3 separate regions of the Sus scrofa genome follow, and regions 2 and 3 are each linked to region 1. Evidence: chromatin contacts called from public Hi-C and HiChIP or PLAC-seq data. All regions are on one chromosome and are shown on one strand. Each heading gives the region's core, a stretch centred on a gene start, on an enhancer-like site or on the middle of the called end of the contact. The rest is flanking DNA. Distances are from core to core; before and after follow the strand shown. Region 1 has its middle 24 kb from the start of WNT7B. Region 2 overlaps LOC110260611. Region 3 has its middle 71 kb from the start of PPARA.

Evidence for each region. A called contact is a pair of places that touch in the nucleus more often than the background predicts. HiChIP or PLAC-seq counts read pairs in DNA pulled down with a chosen protein or histone mark.
Region 2: an H3K27ac HiChIP or PLAC-seq map of skeletal muscle shows a contact between it and region 1. The contact joins two enhancer-like sites. A contact is called at or near these places in 12 of 47 Hi-C or Micro-C datasets (blood, embryonic fibroblasts, fibroblasts and 6 more) and 1 of 2 datasets of contacts at active chromatin or transcription factors (skeletal muscle).
Region 3: a contact with region 1 is called in a Hi-C map of alveolar macrophages, with 4 times the contacts expected there. The contact joins two enhancer-like sites. A contact is called at or near these places in 4 of 5 promoter capture datasets (fetal liver, fetal skeletal muscle and liver), 26 of 47 Hi-C or Micro-C datasets (adipose tissue, alveolar macrophages, blood and 15 more) and 2 of 2 datasets of contacts at active chromatin or transcription factors (alveolar macrophages and skeletal muscle).

What each region holds. Positions count from the first base shown.
Region 1 is chr5:3,495,924-3,498,930 of Sscrofa11.1, reverse strand. No RefSeq gene overlaps it. Among named protein-coding and RNA genes, the nearest start is that of WNT7B, 24 kb to the left of the region's middle. Within about 2 kb of position 1,475, at least 46 of the 83 cell types and tissues checked have an H3K27ac peak or open chromatin away from gene starts, as enhancers often do. A contact at or near this core is called in adipose tissue, alveolar macrophages, embryonic fibroblasts and 6 more, where this site is marked.
Region 2 is chr5:3,418,074-3,421,276 of Sscrofa11.1, reverse strand. The region is part of intron 2 of LOC110260611; the gene reads left to right. Among named protein-coding and RNA genes, the nearest start is that of PPARA, 99 kb to the right of the region's middle. Within about 2 kb of position 1,851, at least 38 of the 83 cell types and tissues checked have an H3K27ac peak or open chromatin away from gene starts, as enhancers often do. A contact at or near this core is called in embryonic fibroblasts, liver, omental adipose tissue and 1 more, where this site is marked.
Region 3 is chr5:3,390,463-3,393,560 of Sscrofa11.1, reverse strand. No RefSeq gene overlaps it. Among named protein-coding and RNA genes, the nearest start is that of PPARA, 71 kb to the right of the region's middle. Within about 2 kb of position 1,515, at least 49 of the 83 cell types and tissues checked have an H3K27ac peak or open chromatin away from gene starts, as enhancers often do. A contact at or near this core is called in adipose tissue, alveolar macrophages, embryonic fibroblasts and 3 more, where this site is marked.

The sequences.
Region 1 (3,007 bases), core at 226-2,725:
TTGGGCTCAGTGGATGATGGCTCTTCCCACCCTGAAACCATCTGGCTCTGCTGGGTCCCTGTCTTGTGCCCAGCCTGGCGCCAGCATCATGCTCACTGTCACGGGGTCCAGGCAGGGCCCGGGGACCGGGGGTGGGCAGGCCTGGAACCTGGCTGAAGACCCCAATAAGGATGTTAGACGTTATCAGGCAGAGGGGCGCCCCCGTGAGCAAGGCCCTGCAGAGAGGGGGCCCCCAGCACCGTCTTAGCTGCTCACCCATCAGCCCTCCCAGCTCCCATCCTGATGATGCTCTCAGAAAGGTGGGCCTTAAAAAAAAGAAAAAAATTGAAAGGCATTCCGTCACGGCGCAGTGAAAACAATCTCAGGTTGCAGGTTGCAGGTTGCAGGTTCGATCCCTGTCCTTGCTCTGTGGGTTAAGGATCCGGCATTGCCGTGAGCTGTAGTGTAGGTCGCAGATGAGGCTCAGATCCTGCATTGCTGCGGCCATGGTGTAGGCTGGCAGCTGAAGCTCAGATTCAACCCCTAGCCTGGGAACCTCCATATGCGGCAGGTGCGGCCCTAAAAAGCTTTAAAAAAGAAAGAAAGAAAGAAAGAAAGAAAGAAAGAAAGAAAGAAAGAAAGAAAGAAAGAAAGAAAGAAAGAAAGAAAGAAATGCGGGCCTTACAGAGCCCACCGCTACAGCCACCATGTGGCCTCAGGCAGGTTTCTGGACCTCTCTGAGCGCATCTCCCTCCCCCACGAAAGCCCTGGGTGACCAGGACAGGCCTGGGGGAGGGGCGTGCAGCCCCTGGGCTGAGAGCTGACCCTGGGTGGGGACTCAGTGAGTGCAGAGCCTGGCCCTGAAGGCTAAAAGCCAGAGCAGATGGTGCTGATGGCTCTGGGGACTCCAGGTGTGGTTGTGGGACGTGTCTCCCCTTGGCCCCCAAGGCTGGAGGCCTCAGGATGGTGGCACCACCACACTCCTGGCCCTGCACCCGGAGCCCCGGGAGAGTGTCCCAGACACACACCTTCCTGTTCCCATGACCCGGGCCCTTCTCTTCCTCTATCAGGGCATCCCACCCCCATAGAACAGTGAGCCCAGCCTCCCCTCCCCTCCCCCCTCCCCCAGCCTCAAGGCCCCGTGGCTGCTGATTGGGCTTTTCCACTCCAGGTGTCCGATGGCAAACATCACCAGCCACAGGGCCCACCCATCGGGCCCACTGACTCCCAGAACCTTAGAGTCTCCATCTGCAAAGGGGACTCTTAAAAAAGCCGGGTCCATGGGAAAATAGGAAGAATCAGTGAAATAACCGAGGTGGTTGATAACACAGGTGATGCTCTTAGCAGGGCTCCGAGTGAGGGCACATGTGTCTCTGTGGGCGTGCCAGCTTGTGGGTACCCACATTTGTGGGTGTCCCTGGGTCTGTCCGTGCCTGGCCCCACAGTGCCAGGGATTTGGGGATTGGGCCGCCATGTGTCCCTTCAGCCACCAGAGGGCAGCAGAGGGGAGCAGTTCCAACCCGGGGAGCTGGAGGTGGCCCTCCCAGCGCAGGGGCTGGTGCTTTGTGCAGGGAAAGCGGGTGGGAGCCCTAGGAGGCCCAGCTGGGTCACTCGGGGCCAGCAGAGGAGTCTGGGCTAGGATCCTGGCCCGGCGGCTAACTCCCGCACGACCCGGGCCTGCCAGGCCTTCCTCTGTGCATGGGGCGCTGCCCTGCCGTCTCTGGGTCTCTTCCAACCCGAAATTCAAGGCGAGGCCCAGAGAGAGGCTTGCCCCACACAGCTGCGGTCCTGGTCCTGGGCCGTCAGGCCTGGGGGGCTCCCGGCGGCCTGCTGAGCCCCACCCCCCACCGCCTCCCGTCTGCAGATGGGGAAATGGAGGCCCAGCCAGGAGCCAGCAGACAGGAGCCAGCCGGGCCTGCAGAAGCCAAGGCCTGCCCTGCTCCCTGGGCACAACCACCAGCATCCCGTGGCCTCCTACCGGGCCCAACCTCTGAGGACGTGACCCTTCTCTGGCTCCCAGGTCCCAGGGAGGACGCGATGAGGCCTCGTGGGGCTGCTGTGCCAGGGCAATTTCACACCTTAGTGCCTTCCGCCCCCTGGGAGGTCCCAGGGCTGCTGGGTCCTGCTGGCTCCTGTGGCCTCTGCCACCCAGCAGCGCAGGGCCGTGGGGAGGGAGGTGAGTCGCTCCTTGGGCCACTTCCCTGCTCTGTTCCCATCTCTCTCTGGCTCCCCCTGGGCAGGTTCCACCTGCAGGGGAGCCTGATGAGAGCCCCCAGGAAGGGAGAGGTGCCAGGCTTTCTAGGGAAGGGGGCCCCGGCCTCGCAGGGAGCCAGAGGCGGCCTGAGGGGGTCGCAGGCGGACAGCCCTAGCCACCCTGTGCTCCGCAGCCGCCAGCCTGGCGTTTCCGTCTGGCCCCGGCACAGGAAGGCGGGCGGCCTCGAGCTCTCAGCTCTGTGGCCGGAAAAGATTCGTGTTCCAGGAATAAGCAGCTTGGCAGGTCGGAGCGAGCAAGCAGAGCGGTTCCCGGAGCCGACGGCCCTGCGGGGCCTCCCTCGCGGCCCAGCATCCACTCCCACCCGGCCCTGGGCCCAGGGATTCAGGCTCAGAGTGAGGATGCGGCCAAGGCTGGGTCTGGGGGCCACACGGTCGGGGCCAGGAGATGGGCGGATGCCTGAGGTCCCCCCTGGTGCCCCAGAGCGAGCTGCCAAGCTCCCGGGCCCGGCGTCCTCTCCCTGCTTGGCAGCTCAGGGCGGGCAGGCCCGGAGGCCGCGAGCAGCCACCTTCCAGGCGAACTGGGGCCAGGCCAGCAGCGTTTCCCGTGGCCTCCTCCCTCGCTCCAAGCGGCATTACCTCATCGGGAAGCCATTCCGGAAAGAGCTGCAGAGCCCCTGGGAGTGGGAGTGGAAGGAGATTTCCAAGGGCCCCCCTGGCAGCCTCCCGCCCGTGCCAGAGCAGGGCAGGCATCACGCCTCCGGGTGTCTGCCTGCCGAGCGACCCCTGGGAGGGCAGCTGGCTTTTGTCAGCTTTT
Region 2 (3,203 bases), core at 602-3,101, 78 kb after region 1:
CAGAGCCAGCAGGTGCCAGCACTGTTCTGGTGCTGGCACAGGGCAGCAGCAGGACGCCCGTGTCCCTGCCTGTGTGGACGGTGGGTGTTAACTCTTCTCTGAGAAAACCGAGGCTCAGAGAGGCCAGAGTCACACAGCCGGCTGGCCACAGGGCCTGCACCCCAAGCTGGGTCTCGGACTGCAGGACCCACCCTCTCCCCAGGCCGGGTGGAACAGCTGGGCAAGGGGCCCTTGTTTCTCGCCATCCTCTCGGATGCTGACTCAGCGGGCTCTCCCCAGATGCCCGTCGCCAGGAGGACCTGTCCTGAGGCCTGGGTCCTCCGCCCCAGGGACAGCAGGATTTGCCTCCCTCCCTCCCTCCCCTCCGGGGCCCCCAGGACCCCTCTCTGCCTGGTTGCTGTCACTCCAGGATCAGGGGCCTGCTGGTCGGGCTGACCACACCCCGAGCGCCCCGCTGGGCGAGGGCTCCAGGCCTTTGTGCCGAGAGTGCTGGCTGGGCGTGGACAGGGTGCGGCGTGGCAGCAGGCGACGAGGAGGAGGGAGCCGTGGGTTGGTCCTTCCTCCCCGTGTGCCTGCGGCCCAGAGTGGGAAACGTACGTGGTTTTAGGCCCAGGTGATCTTAGAAGCGCTGCAGAGCTTAACACTCAAACCCCAGGAGGAAAACTGTGGGTCGATGTTGCAGAAGCTGAAGTGGGCAAGACCGTTGGCCGGCTCGCACGGTCTCAGGATGCTCCTTGCTGCTCCCTGCCAGTCAGTCCTTCCATCGCATCGGGGCCCGCGGTGTGGACCAGGAGCCCCGGGTTTTTCTCAGGTTTGGCAGCAAAGGGCTCGTTACGCCCCCCAGCCCCCAGCATCAGAGGGACCCTGACTTCGCTCCTGTGGAGACACGCACACCTTATCTTCGGGTCTGTGGGTTGGCTGCGAGATGGTGTCACCACGGCTGGGTCCCAGGTCGGGGGGCTCCCTGGGGTGAAGGCAGAGCAGAGGTGTCTGGGTGCCGCGTACAAGCTCTCGTGAAACCTGCTCTCTGCCCGCGAATAGGGGGCACTGGCAGGGCTGAGAGACCCTGCGGTCCGTCTCTGCAGGGCCCCTCCCTGGTGCTCCTGCCCCCCGATCCCCAGGCTTCCTTGTGGTTCAGAGAGGCTCAGAGCCCGCTGGACTCTCCCAGGACACCTGAGAGAGGTGAGGGGCCTGCTCTGGGCGGCCCGGCTCGGGGTGCAGGAGCGGGTGGCAGCATCGTCCAGGGGCCAGGGGCGTGGAGCAGACCTTACGGAGTGTCGGGTCCTTCCTGGAGGGCTAGAGCCCAGATCGGCGGGGGTGCCAGCTCACAGGGCAGGGGACCTTGCTCAGCAACCGTGGGCCCTCCTGGGGGCCCAGGCCCAGGATGAGGTGGTGCCGGTGGGAGCTGGCCCAGCCGGGTGCCAAGCAAAGGGCAGCCTGGAGCCCCAGCGCATGTACCCGCGGAATCAGGGAGCCTCCTGGAGGTGGCACACCCACAGCCCAGGCTCGTTACCGAATCCAGCCCTGGGCCTGCCACGTCCCAGGGCCCTGCTGCCAGGCGCGGCCCCTCCCACCGCCCCACGCCAGCCCTGCACAGGCCACATCTGCTGCCGCAGCCGTGCCAGAGCTCCGCCTACCCGGCTCCGTCCCCATGGAAACCATGGGGAGGGGGGGTCCTGCTGCATTTGGCCCGCTGACTGGTTTCCATTAGAGCCAGCCCGCTTTCCTTGAGACTTGCCCTGAGGTTCAGGGCTCCCCCCGAGGGGTTTCTTTCCACATTTCCCCAGCGCTGGCCTGCCCTGTGCCAGGGGACCCAGCGGTCTGGGCCTGCCCGTCCTGGCTGACATCCCTCGGTGGAGTGAGCGCCCAGAGTCCCGCCCAGGGCCTTGGCCAGTCCTGGTCTTAACAGGCTACAGGCCCAGGCTCTGTCTTTTCTTGCCCAAGACCAGCAGCTGCTGAGGATCAGACGCAGGACCTGAGTCAGGGGCCCCGGGCTCCGTCGCGCAGGGCTGTGCCGTAGAACCACGGGCGGGGGGGGGAGCCTTGAAGAAGCCCCTTCGCCTCTCTGGGCCTCAGTTTACCCATCGGTGAAACGAGAGGGCTGAACTGTTCCTGCAGTTTCTTGGAAGGCCGAGAGAAAGAGAGAAAATGAAGCTGCGGCAACGCCAGCTCTTCTGGAGTCTCCGTTCGGGGATTTTTGTTTGTTTTCAAAGAGCGATTTTTTTTTTTTTTTTTTTTTTTAAAGGAAGGAGCTGTGGAATTTGACCGGAGATCAGATTTGAGAGGCCAAGAGGCAGCCAGAGCCCGTGGACCCACGGCATGGGAAGGCCTGGCCCGGCCGTAGGCGGCCAGAGGCCTGTGCAGCTGTGCCCGCCAGGCTGCACTTGGCATCTGTTGGGTGCCCAGTGACCTGGCCATGAATGCTGTGAGCAGAGGCATGAAATGTGCCCCTGATGGATCCAGAGGGCTCTGGAAAACTACCCAAGAGGTTTCGGAGGTCAGCAACGTGGGCAGAAAATGAGATCCAGCTTTGAAAAAAACCCAGGCGGCTCATCCTCCAGGGAGACCGACGGGCCTGCCAGAGGCCTGGGGGCACCAAAGCTCCATTGTCTTTGAGGAGCTCGCCCAGGGCTGGTTCAGGGCAGCTGCCCCAGACCCCGCCTGGTGCCCCAAAGGAGGTGCCAACTTCCCCACCTCGTGGGGGGGGGCGGTGTTCGCAGGAGCTGATGGGTGACAACTTGGGGACTTTTTGCCCAACCTGCCAACTGGGTGGTTCGGCTCCTCCCAGAGAACTCAGCTCGCAGGTGCTTGTCGTGAAATGTCACAGATACCTCTGCTGGGCCACTGCCACTGCCGTCCTGGGGGCACTGACCAGCTTAGGGTGGGAGCAGAACCTTAGGGGCGACAGGCCTTCAAGGCAGCGGGGAGCAGATTGCCGGGTGGCTAGGGCAATGGAGAGTAACCCTGAGCCGCCGGTTCGTGTGGAAATTAGGTGAGGGTTGGGGTCACGGCTGGATTCGCGATGGGCGACGACACGGGGGGGCTGCACCCGCCCCGGGTCCTCACCGCGCGCAGAGCAGGCTGCCAGTCCCAGAGGGACCCTCACCCAGCCCGTCTCCAGGGAAGCCGAAACCGTCCCTCAAGGTCGCCTGGAACCTGCTGCTGGAAGGCCCTGGGGTCCACGATGGTGCTTCCTCTTCCTC
Region 3 (3,098 bases), core at 266-2,765, 110 kb after region 1:
CCTCACAGGGCACTGCCAGCCTGTCTATCAGCACGGTGGGCACAGAGCCAGGGCCCACATACCATTAGGGGCCCACAAAACACTTTAAAGTCCTTTCAAACTCTGAAGGAAAAAAGAATACAATATTAAATATATGTGACACACAATATACAATATGTATAGCAATGTATATAATAACACACACAACAGAACATATGGTACCTATAACAATGAACCCGGCTTGCATTATATTCACCTTTACACCACCCAGTCATAAAGCACGTTCTGTAAGGTGTTTTATGGAGGAAGCACCGGGAAGGCAGAGTGCCCCACCCCACCCTGTTGGCCCTGGCCCCACCTGTCAGAGTGACGGCTGCCCTGTTGCCCTGAGAGGGTGAGCGCCTCCTTCAGTTCCGTGTCCTGGGCGCCTCACTGGCGCTGGGCCCAGCCCTGCTGTCATCCCTCTAGTTCCCCCTCTTCCTGGCCAGCCAGAAGGGGGCCTGGACCACCGCCAGCTGGGCGGCCCCTGCCATCAGGCTGTGCCTTTCCCAACAGCGACACCGTGTGGCAGCAGGAGGCAGTGGCAGCCGGGAGCGGTGGGCCGCCAAGCCCTGCCTAGAGCGGTCCGCTGGCCTGGACCCAAGGCCTTGGAAAGGGATGACTCTTCCTGGACCAGAAGCCTTGGGTTCAGCAGGTGGGACCGGGCAGGAGCGAGTGGAACCCCTTCTCAGCGGCTGGGGATGTGCCCAGAGTGGGGGGGCAGGTGGGGGGTGGCAGGGCCAGGAGCAAGGAAGGCCCTGTCTGCAGGGGTCACCGGAGGGAGGCCCAGGACCCCCAATGCCCGGGGGCCAGCCAGAGGGCCCACCACCAGGGGGGTCTGAGGCTCCCGGCCGGGCTCAGCAGGGGCCCTTGTGGGAGCTGGGGACTGGGGGAGCTGCCCAGCAGGTGGTCTGTGGTCACCCCCAGAGGGAGGCATCCTCCAGGAGCCCATGTGCCCCAGCCCGGGGGAGGCTGAGGGTAGGGAGGCCAGCATCCAGTAGGTCCCCTGACCCACAGATATTCGCCCCAGCAGCCGTGAGACGCTGGGGAGGGGTCAGGGTGCCCCAGAAGGAACCCAGGAACAGGAGACCACCGGGCGGAAGGCCCCGGCTCAGCCACACACCAGCAGTGTGACCTCAGGGAAACCCCTGGCCCTTTCTGAGCCCAACTCCTTGCCCAGGCCGAGGACAAGAAGACTGGCCCTTGCAGGGAATGTCGGGTCCGAGGCCCACAAACACGGGCCAGGCGGGCCGCGCAGGCAGACTCGGCGAGATGAGGAGCCAGCGCGGCTCCAAGGCGCCGCGTTCATGACCTTGCCTGGGGCCTCGGTTGAGCTGTCCTAACCCTCCAGCCAAAGGAAACTGCGACGCCCCCGCGGCGGAACGAGGGCTTCTTTGGTCCTTGTAACCAGAGCGAGCGCCGGCGCGTCGGGCAGTAGGTGCGCCGGGGCTGGGCGGGTCTCAGGAGGCCGCGTGCTCCGATTGGATGCTCTCGGGGAGGGGCGTGGCCTACGACGGGCGACTTAATAAACTCCGAGCGCAGCGGGGGAGCCTGGAGCCCGCGTGGGCCGTGACTCACGGGGGAATTGGCGGTCGGTCCCTCCTGTGGCCGGGAAGGCGGAGGGAGGTTTGAACATTTTTGCGGCCGGGGCGATATCCATGCTGTCATCTGGGTGCCGCGGTTGCTGAGGGGTGCTGGTGCTGTGAAACCTTTCGCGTCCAGGGAGGACGCTCAGGCCCGGCTGATGCTCCAGGCCGCTGGGGCTGCCAGGGCTGCTTGGTCTTTCGGCCCCGCGCCCCCCGCCCCACCAACTCCCGTGTTCCTTATCTGCCCTGGCGTGGTCCATTACCCCCCGCAGGCTCTGAGCTCCAGGGACGTGTACTCTTTCCTCAGTGTCCCCAGCACCTAGCCCGATGCCTCGTGCCCACTGGGAGTTCCCCTTGTGGCTCAGGGGTAAGGAACCCGACTAGGATCTGTGAAGATGTGGATTCAATCCCTGACCTTGCTCAGTGGGTCTGGGATCCGGCATTGTGGCAACCTGCAGTGTGGGTCACAGAGGCAGCTGGGATCCAGCATTGCTGTGGCTGCAGTATAGGCCAGCAGCTGCGGTGTAGGCCTGCAGCTGCGCCTCCGATTTGACCCCTAGCCTGGGAATTTCATATGCTGTGGGTGCAGCCCTAAAAATGCAAATAATAAAAAAAATAATAAATGCCCACTAAATGTGCAATTAGAGGGAGCACAGACTCTGGTGTGGTGGCCCAGAGCCATGCGGAAACTGGCAGGTGAGGCCCTGTGAGGCTGGCGGCCGGTACCTGGGAACCCTAAGGACCCAGGCTGAGGAGGGGGTGACTGTTCCCTGAAAAGGCCATGAGATGCACGTGGACTCAGAGGTCCCCCTGGATGAATTTGACCAGAGCTGCTGCCCACAGTGTCCTCTTTGGAGTCATGCTGTGGTGAGCCCATTAAAGGCTCTGACAAGCCTTTAATGTTCAAACCTAAGGAGACTTCTTTGACTTAATTTAACTCAGTTTCCCAGATAGGCCTGGGCAAGTCACACCAGTGGCTTTCCCACAGGACTGGAGCATGGCCCAGCCACTCTGCGTTTGCCCAAGGTCCCTCTGGCTGCCATGAGAGGAGAGGGCCTTGTGTAAGTGGAGGGACCTGAGAGGTGGTGGCCACTGGGCTCGGGCCAAAGCAGATGTGCCTGGACCACGGTAGTGGGTAACTCAGGAGGGCCCTGAAGTGTGCAGGTTCGAGAAACACTGGGAAGTGACACCAAAGGCATCTGGGCATTGACTCAGGCAGAGATGGGGGGTGGAAGAGGAGGCCCAGCTGCCCGGGCTGATGAGTGGACAGCTACTGAAACAGGGGTCAGGCCTAACCCTAAGAGCCCCGAGCAGGTGAGGTCTGGGCCATGCCTCTAGGAGCTGACCTTAGGGCCTCTTAGGGGTGGGAGGCCCACCTGCAGGAAGCCAGGCCTGTGTCCCCACCCTTCCTACACCCCCTTGCCCAGGGGCACTCAAGAGAGACCCTGGGCATCCCTGGACCTCAGGGTCAGGCACTCCTCACACCCTGCCCCA